Regions from separate parts of the Zea mays genome. Here region 2 is linked to region 1. The links are chromatin contacts, called in public Hi-C maps. All regions are on one chromosome and are shown on one strand. The core of a region is the stretch at or near the end of the contact, and the rest is flanking DNA. Distances in the headings are between cores, read along the strand shown.

Region 1 (4,681 bases), core at 666-3,165:
TTCTCGGGCGACGCGGCGGCGGCGGCGGCGGCGACCAGGCCGCCGACGCTGCCGTAGAGCCCGTCCATGTCGCGGTCCGTGAACGCGGCGGGGACGGCGGAGAGCGCGCGCAGCGACTCGCCGCGGAGCACGGCGTCCGCGGCGGCCTGGCACAGGTCCCAGTTGCCCGTCCACATGAGCCCGATGGCGCCGCTCACCGGGTTGATGGTCCGCCCGCAGGCCTCGTACAGCAGGGACCGGAAGAGGGCTGCATTGTATTGTTTGTCCGCACAGTTCCAGCATGGTTACGTTAGTAGGAGTCGCATGCATGGTTCCAAGTCAGAACTTGAAGACGACGATGATGTTATTATTAGTACTGGTGCGCGCTGTTGGTAAATAAAAAATATTACCGCTAACCAAAAAAAGGGGTTGGAATTATAGTAATAGTAGAATTAGATCCCAATAATTATGTAGCATATCTGTGACGGGTGAGTGGGTGACGACCTTTTTCTTTATTTTTGTCCCATGAGAGCGTCGAAAGGCCGCGTAGCTAGCGCCATAAAGAAAACATTTTGGTAGCTGCTGCTGCTGCTGTGTCAATAGGTCATGTTGTTCTCTTCTTCAAGATAATATAAAATTGTTGGTCTATAGATAACATAACCTAAGCTCCTATAGTGGTAAAAAAAACGTCACCTAACTATGGCCCTGTTTGGTACAGCTTATTTTCAGCTTCTTCACAAATTTAAGCAGAAGTTTTGCCAAACAGCTAGCTTCTGCAGTAGCTTATCAGTTCAGCTGCTTCTCAGAATACACTAAAAACAGCCAACAAGCAGAAGCTGCTTTTCACCAGCTTATCAGATAAGCTGCTTTTTCAACAAGCAGTAGCTGTGCCAAACAGGACCTATATCTATTTATCTATCTATGTATACGTGTGAGTAACGATAATCTTGCAACATATAGGGCCGGGCCGGGGTGTAGACGTGTGGTGGACGGCATGCATGCATGCATTAATTACCTGGGCGGTGGTGCAGCGGGACTGCGGCGAGGGAGGCGACGAGGCCGGCGCGGCCGAAGAACTTGGCGACGAAGACGGTGGCGTTGGCCTGCGGCTGCGCGCCGTGGATCCAGTCGATGCTGGGGCGGAGCACGCAGGCGTCGCTGCAGCCCTTGCGCAGGACGCGGCAGCCGTTGCAGCTCATCGATCTGCCCCGCTCTGTCGATCGATCGATCGGCACGCCGTTGCTCGCTAGCTCCTGCAGTCTCGTACGTTTAATGTAGTATAAGCTAACGCGTGCGCGTGCGCCCACCGGCCGGCCGTGCTGTGCTCGATCGAACGTACGGCGATGGAGGCGCACGACCCAGGAGCAGAGCTAGCTAGGCGACGACGATGGCGGCGGCCGAGGTGTGTATGCAGCAGCAGCTGAGAAACCGATGGATAGATGTATGTGAAGGACAGCAGGACAGGTACTAGTAGCTAGCTAGGAGAGAAGGAAGGCTGATGGCTGGTTGCTTATATAGACGAAGCTAGCTGGAGGCTGGAGCAAAGAGCAAGAGGAAGAGGAAGAGGCACCCGCACCAGGAGGCACAATTAAAAGGTTCGATTCGAGGAAGGAGAAATTGGGGGTTGTGCTCCAATGACTTTGGCGGTTGGCGCCTACGTGTTGCCGCAACACCCCACTGTCTGCCCCCCATTGTCGCGTCCCCTACAGGATCCTCCGTGCTCTGATCCCATCTCCCGGCGTCTTGCTGGACCTGCCACGCCATGAGGGGAGAAAGGGTAACACACGGACGCAGCTGCAGAGGATCCGAGCATGTCAGTGCGGCCGTTTTGGCGGGGCTCTGGGCCGCGGAAGGACAGGAGGATGTGAATGGATAGGAACAAAGGCGGAGGAGGAGTGAGCAGAGCAGACGACTCAAGGGCAAGGCAAGGCGCCGGAAAGCGACGCGCGCGGTGCGGGTGGGGCATGGTCCAAAATTGTTTAAAAAATATATATGCAGAGATAGATATGAATAAGATGGGGCCGCCGCCCCTTGGCTGCCTCCAAGGGCTGAGGTCGCTCGCTGGCTGGCGTTGCCATCGCCGCCACCTCAAACCGGCCCCGGCCCCCCGGAGCCACCCTCTCTCTCCCGGCCCTTCACCCCCCCCCCCCCCCCCCCCCCCCCCAGCTCACCTCTGCATCGTACGTATCCTCGCTCCTCGGTCGTTGGCGCCTCCCACCACGTACCTGGCGCGCTCATCACGCACGCCGCAGGTCCTAGTCCTGCTCGCATGCAACTTGCCGGCGGTTGCCTTTCGGCCATCTCGCTGCGTTTTTCTTTTGTTTCTTCCCATCTCATACATATGGAGCCAGCAGCTACTGCTGGTCCTACCAAGCCGCAACTTGCTCGGAGGCTGGCTGGCCAAGACCTCGATCAGCGCCTTCGCATCGAGCGCAGTACGTTGTTAATTCGGTCGGACGGCTCGAGGGTGGGTCAGTGGGTGTGGAACTGTGATGAGAGAGAGAGAGAGCGAGTGGCAGGCGTGCGTGTGTGTGCCGGTGGTGCGGCGTGACGTACGCCGCGGAACGGAACGGAACGGAATCCGTGGCGGCACCGCCTCCTTGCCGCATCAGATTCACATCCTTTTCAGTCCTCGCCGCGCCGCGCGCTCCCGGGTTTAATTTTCCCGGTCCCGGCCCTGGCCTCGGCCACCCTTTCTTTCTTTCTTGCTTGTGGTCTGAATAAAAATATGCACCACACCACACCACACCCCACCCCACCGTCGCAGCGCATGGCTCATCGCCGCCCACCCGTCGACGGCAACCAAGCCAACAAGGCAACGAGAGCTTTACAAGCAGGCCGGCGCGGTCGGGGCTCGGGGGCCACAGAACCGCCCGCGGCCCGCCCGTTCAATCCCGGGAGCTATCGCTGTCTGTCTTGTACAGTTTATTGGAGAGAAAGGCATAAGAATTATGAATACCAGGATAGGATATGATGGGATGCTGCTCTTCGTTATGCATTCGTCCTAAAATATAAGTCATTCTAAAAAAATTGGAGACTCAAAGATTTTTAAAGTTTAAAAGTATAACGGGAATCATAAAGATTTATGCCACAGAATATATATAGTATAAAAAATATATTTAATGGAGAAATCTAATGATATACATTTGATATCTTAAATGTTTACTTCATTGTATAAATTTGGTCAAACTTGAAAATACTTTGACTCGCCAAGAAGCTTGGAACGACTTATACTTTGGGACGGATGGAGTAGTCAATAGGAATAGATGAAATAGATAGAGACGAAACAAATTATTCTTAATGATGGTTTCACGCAGTTTTCCGGTACCTTGAAAACGGGTTGGCATTGTTTCAAGGGCATGTACAACCCTGAGACCATGTTTTAGTTTTCTAGGTATAAGAGACGTTTAACAAATTGTATGGTACAACTCTGAGTCCCTCGATCATAAACGCAGTTAATAAATAATATGTAATGAGAATCGTGTAGAGACAGACTCTTTGCGAAGAGCAAGTCTCTTGCATTTTTTTCAACTAACCCATAGGGACCTCTCAAAAGAACTTGTATTAAATGAGGTTGTACATGCCTTTATATTGATGAAACTAGTTTCAACTATTTCATAATAAATCCAGTGACGTGCCATCAAAAATACAAGAGTTTGACGATGATAACAAGTCCTTGTATTACAATTTGAAAATATTTGGCGCCGCGAGCAATAAAGAAACAAGCAAAAAAGTAAAACAAAAAACACTTGGCTGAGGAAAGCGGCCATACTGACTCTGCTTGGCCCCTAAACCGGTCTGGCCGGTCCTGGTGGTCTCACCCTGGCTAGCCAATGTGCAGACCCCGAGGAAACGAAACCGGTCAGTACGGTTTTCCTGTCTAATCCGAGTCAATTTGGTTTCTAAATTGATTTTTGAGTCTATTTTAACATGGGAAACTTAAAAACATGTTTTGGAGCTGTTTCGTACCAGGATAAAAAAATCACCCCCTCTGTATATATGAGAGGATCATGATCGATTTGAGGATCTTAACTTTCGGTCGTGAAAAACAAATCTACTACATAATTTCACCATATTTCCTCTTATACCTTATTGTATGTCATGTGACTCGACGAGATTCAGCGACGTTCTAGGTGGCTTTGTTGACTCTAGAGCAATCTCTACATGCTCATCCACACCAGGTCTTCTTGACTCTTGAGAGGTATTTAGGATTCTACCACATGAAGAGGAGGCTCAACATCGACCTAACCGACCTCTTGATTGGTTTCATCTATCCACTATATTCTCGTTGGGATCACGGTTGTTTGCAATTGTGGGTGTGCTATCCCTTGCTGAGGTGTGATCTAGTGCATGTTTGTTTCATCTTTTTTCTACGAACTTTTCTGAGAATCTGGTTGCAGGCAAAATCTGGCAGTGGAGAGAATCTGAGTATCGTGGGAATTACGTGCGGAGGAAGATGAATGAGTCCATAGGGTTTAGGATCTATGAAGTGACGGATTTCTCCTATCGTGATGACTCGGCCGATTGTGTGTTCACGTTGATTTTAGACGATTTTCACCAAAATGATTCTTATAGAAGCAGGCTTAAAAGCTGGGTGTTTGACAATACGCATGAGCTTCTAGCAGCCAGAATTAGGAAAAAAAACTAAAACAAACAGGCCCCTAGAATCTATATTGGCACCAACATATGTTTTAGCAAGATT
Region 2 (5,172 bases), core at 1,227-3,726, 220 kb before region 1:
TATTTGTTGGATTATATAATTTAGACAGATTATAATCCCAAACAAACACCCCCTTAATGTAGGTCCCTAGAATATGATGTATCGCTGAGTATTTAAGTCTGGGGTTACCCTGTTGTATAGCTAGCTAATTATTTGTTTAGATAACTACAAGAGACTCTCTGTATTTTTTCTAATTGACATGAATAGAGCTTTTTTTAGAAAAAAACCTAGAAGTAGTGCAAATAACTCTATGTAGTCATTTTCTATTCCGATTTCTGGCTACCTAAAGATATAAAACACGAATGACTCTATGTAGAGCAAATAAGATATAGTAAAACTGTTGAGATTGAAAAGATATAGAAAATAGTTTTTATGCAAATAACTCTGGGGTTGTTTGGTTCATCAAATATAACGTAAATGGTAATGATAATGATTCACATCCGAGTACCAGCGGTAATAAGTTTGAATAAGTCGATATTAGTTTTTAGTGTGGTATCTAATTAGAGTTGGATTTAAACAAATATGATTTAACATTATCGGTTACCCATCACAGTTATAAATTTATGAACTAAACAACATCTAAATAATAATTCAGAAAGTGAAATTTAGAAAGACTCAACGTTTCAGCCTTCACCATTCTTGGTACACAGCTGAGCATATCTAGTTACTATGCAGTACAGTGCGTTTGGACTTCAATTTCCGGTAGTGCTTGGACTTCAATTCCAGTCCAGAATTCTCCGGCGTTGGAATCCAAGCCGATTATTGCGGTTATTTAATGGAGCAAGTTGCATCAAATTAGGCTGCCACTTGACCAATTCAAGCTCACAGACAATTCCAAATAAACAACTAATTTAGTTTCTCACCTTGAAGTTTTGGAAACAATAAGACATAAAGTAGCAACCAAAAGATGATATTTGGACGTATATTACGGACCTTGTCAAAGCTTCAAAACGTAATAGAGACGTACGCCAGGGCCCTTTCTTCTCCTTACTTTCTTCCCCATGCTTGGCTGATAGTCGCATCATCGTTACTAATAAACCAAGCTAGTGTCAATATGCTGATAATGAATAAATTCAGATGTGCATCCGTGCAGATATATGCTATGCTGAATTATTCTGCTCAATATGAGTGGCATATACCGCGTACGTCTTCTCTCCGTCACGCTCAACATGAGTGGGATTGAAATAAACGATTCAAAGTGTTAAGTGAGTCCCAAATGGAGGTCATCAGGAACGGGAGACGCAGAAGATGACTTTAATGAGTACGTGTTCACGTAACATACATATATTTTATCGAACATTCGAATTCACATATTTATGCATGCTCTAATAAATTTTAAAGGGAAAAACGGTTACCACAAGTCTACAACCAGTTTTGGAAACAATAAGACATCGAGTAGCAACCAACGGTTCAGATTGCTAGATAACCCCTCTCTCCTACTCCAATCAAATGGACAATATTATTTAGATTATCCATCTTTTCATCTCTCCCTCACGTCACTGCCACCCCTCCCCTCACTCGCGCGCCGTTGCCGCCGTGTCAACCCCTTCCCTCACGTTGCTGCCGGTCTGCCGCCATCGACCTCTCCTCTCCGCTTTGTGGGAACTTAGTGTTAGCACAGTCTATATGCATATATAAACAACACTGAATTGCTCTCTGTGTCCACTCCCAAATACATATTTGGTCAAGCCAAATTATAGATGGCAAATAAACACGAGGCCCGCGAGCTCGACACGAAGCCCGTTGTTTGGGCCCGATCCGAGCCCGGCACGACCCGGTTCTATGCGGGTCCGGACCGACCCGAATAAGCGGGTTAAGCTCGGACATGAAACTAGGCATGGCCCGTTTACCTCTAAGCCCGTTTTTTTTGCACTAAACCATGTTTACTGGCTCGCTTAGCCCGTTTTTCGACCCGCTTTTTTCGTGCTAAACGGGGTCGGCCTGGCCCTTTTAGGCCCGCTGCGGACCGGGCTTGGACAGAAAAACAAACCCGCGGGCTTAGATGGCCCGACCCGGTTTTCTAACTGTACCTAGTGGGCCAGGCCCAAAACGGATCGGGCGGCCCGATTGACCACCTCTAAGCCAAATTAAATGGTGTCTGTCCAGACCGTGTTAACTTTCGGAGCAAGGAACTTTATATATATATATCAGTCAAAACACTACTTATATATCGATTAATCAGCAAACCCCGGGCTTATATATCACGTAAGTCCTCAGCAGCGCCTCTTCCATTTGTAAAGCTACCAAGAGTCCAAGGCATTAGCCATCAAGAAGATTATTCAGGAGCGACGCGTTCACTATTTGCACAAGCAACAAGAGCCACTTCATGCATCCTCCGTCTCTCTTCTTCCTCCTCTCAGAGCTCTTGCTCCCGCAGTCCGCACCATTATTTATACTCTGCGCACCCATCTCATGCTCATAGTCATAGCATATATACATATACCTGGCAGCAGCAGAGCACAAAGTATTTCACCACCACCTCCATTCGTCGTACCCATGGCACTCAAGCGCAAGGCGTGTCCCAGCTTGGCCGACGACAATCATTGCCTTGCTACGGCCAACTGCTTTGCGCCAGCGGCGGCCGTGGGAGCGGTGGCGGCAGTGCAGCGGGCACGGAAGCGGTTCGTCGGCGTGCGGCAGCGGCCCTCTGGTCGGTGGGTGGCCGAGATCAAGGACACCATACAGAAGATCCGGGTGTGGCTCGGCACCTTCGACACGGCCGAGGAGGCCGCCCGGGCCTACGACGAGGCCGCCTGCCTCCTCCGCGGCTCCAACACCCGCACCAACTTCTGGCCCCGCGCCGCCGCCGTCCCCGCCGTTGCTGCTGCCATGGCGCCGCCCCACCACCAGCTGGTGGCGCCTGCAGCGCCGTCCGCTCTGCCGTCCAAGGTCACCAACCTCCTCCTCCTCCACCTCAAGAAAGCACGCGGTGCAAGCGCTGTCGGTGTCACACGGGAGGCGCCAGCGCAGCACCACCAGCAAGGCTACGGCGGCGGCGGCGGCGGCGGCCCAGAGGAGTATAGCTTCCAGGTCGACGACTTCCTCAGCTACGACAGCACCAGCGACGAGCACGGCGTCGTCGTGAAGCACGAGGAGGGGTCCACCTGCTCCCAAGAGACGGAGGACGACGGCGACGAGGGGGAGGTGGTGGTGGCCTGCAAGGAGGTCGACGACACCGACGCACCGCTGGACTTTGGGTTCATGGACAAGCGCCCGTCACCAGCTGGCGGTGACGCTGACGGCGCGGCGGGGCTGTATTCGCCGTTCGAAATGGTGGCAGCCGACCTGGGCGACGTCGACGCGGTAGAGATGCAGCCGCTGCCTACTTATGGCAGCGAGGGCGCCGGCGAGCCATCAGCCGCGATCCACGAGGTCATGAAGAGGATGAAGTACGAGAGGAAGATCTCCGCGTCGCTCTACGCGCTCAGCGGGGTGTCGGAGTGCCTCCGCATGCGCGTCGGCGACGGTGACGACCACGCCACTGCTGCAAAGCACGAGCTGGCGCTCTCAGGCCTGAGGGACGCGTGCAGGAGCAAAAGGCAGCAGCAGGAACAAGAGCAAAGACTAGAAGTAAAAGACACGGAAGGTAACGTCGTCGGCCATGAGGAATGCTCCAGCTGCAGCAACAGCTTCTCGTCGGAAGCAACGAGCTCTTCGCCGGAAGCAGCCAACAACCCTCCGCCGCAGGAGGCGAAAGCAGTAGACAGCGACATGCTTCTCTGGAGCTCCCTTGATCTGCCTCCGATCTACTGAAGTTTGTTGTCGTAGACGCACGTTAAGATTTAACCATTATTGAGTATTAGAATTATTGTTTGTGATATTATTTGCCACACGATAGACGTTAGGGTAGATACATCAGATGATCAGAAGGCCCTTTATTTTATGGTCACATAGTTTGGCTTAATATTTCCTATAATCAATTGATCATTTCACAGTGCCAGTAAGTGACGTTTTTACTTCCAGATAATCAATAAGATTCCAATTTAACTATGATTGGCTTAATTATCAACATGGTTACAACAATGTTGCAATGTTCTTACAACAGTTCATATAATCACTATCGGAGACACGTTCTTTACCGCGTGCAAATCTATTTATGAGGGCAAAACATTGGGTACTTGACAAATAAAGAGGTAATTTGTTGAGTGCAGTACTCCACAAAGAAAGGCTCTCGGCAAACATGTGGTTTGCCTAGATCCTAACCATGCTCTCACAAAAAAAGACACTTGACAAAGAGTCTTTTTGTCTAACATTCACTACCGGAATCGTGGGCTTTGACATTCGGCAAAGAGAGCTCGGCGAACAGTACATCAACTTCTTTGCCTTTGCCGAGTGCCAGTCGGTACTCGGCAAAGAAAAGCGGTCGTCACGGCGCCGAGTGACGGAGACGACGCCTTTGCTGAGTGTTCTAGGAGACACTCGGCAAAGAAGTTACCTTTGTCGAGTGTCTCCAGCCTGCACTTGGCAACGGGTCCACCAGCGGAGCCCGACATCAGGTTCTTTGCCGAGTGCCAGGGCCACAGCACTCGGCAAAGAAGCTTTATCGGAGCCCAGGTGTTGCTTCTCTACCGAGTGCTATGATCCTGACACTCGGCAAAGAGGTCCTTTGTCGAGTGTAACACTCGGCAAAGTGACCAGTATACACCTTTTTTATTTGTTTTTCTATTCCATCCAAACAAACAAAAGATATCACATATACAACACAAATATCACATAATCATCACAGATATCACATATACATCACATATCTCACAAAGACCATAAATCAAACATAAGTATCCAACACTCAAGAACATAAGTCTCAAGTTCTCACATAAGTATCCAACACAAACATAAGTATCCAACACAGCATTACCAACAAGTTCTGAAGTCTCAAGTATCTCATAAGTCTGAACACTAAAAACATAAGTCTCATCGAGGTGGGCGGCTGGACTGGTGCGGTGATGGGCTGGGCGATCCATGAGGGTTGTTGGATGCCGCCCCAGATTGTCCCTGCACAGAGAAGAGATTGCATATGTTACATTTGATGCATTACCAACATCTAACTACAATTTTGATACTCACAGTAATATGGAACAGATCAGGGTCAACTGTAGGGAACAATGGAGGTGGTGGAGCGAAACCCTGTGCGATGTCAAGGCTCTGCATGTACGGGAACATCTCCGCCATCCTTGCCTCCATCTCCTGACGTTC

What was found. Hi-C and Micro-C count contacts between places; a contact is called where the count stands out from the background.
Region 2: a Hi-C map of leaf shows a contact between it and region 1, with 4 times the contacts expected there. The contact joins the promoter of LOC103645487 here to the promoter of LOC103643744 in region 1. A contact is called at or near these places in 2 of 25 Hi-C or Micro-C datasets (both in leaf).

Annotation. Positions count from the first base shown.
Region 1 is chr1:261,786,936-261,791,616 of Zm-B73-REFERENCE-NAM-5.0, reverse strand. It overlaps LOC103643744 (LOB domain-containing protein 37), which reads right to left and starts at 1,915. Exons shown (of 3, transcript XM_008666920.3): 1 at 1,319-1,915; 2 at 995-1,232; 3 at 1-247. The coding sequence starts at 1,178.
Region 2 is chr1:262,005,670-262,010,841 of Zm-B73-REFERENCE-NAM-5.0, reverse strand. It overlaps LOC103645487 (putative AP2/EREBP transcription factor superfamily protein), which reads left to right and starts at 2,476. Exons shown (of 1, transcript XM_008668529.2): 1 at 2,476-3,760. The coding sequence starts at 2,476. The coding sequence ends at 3,732.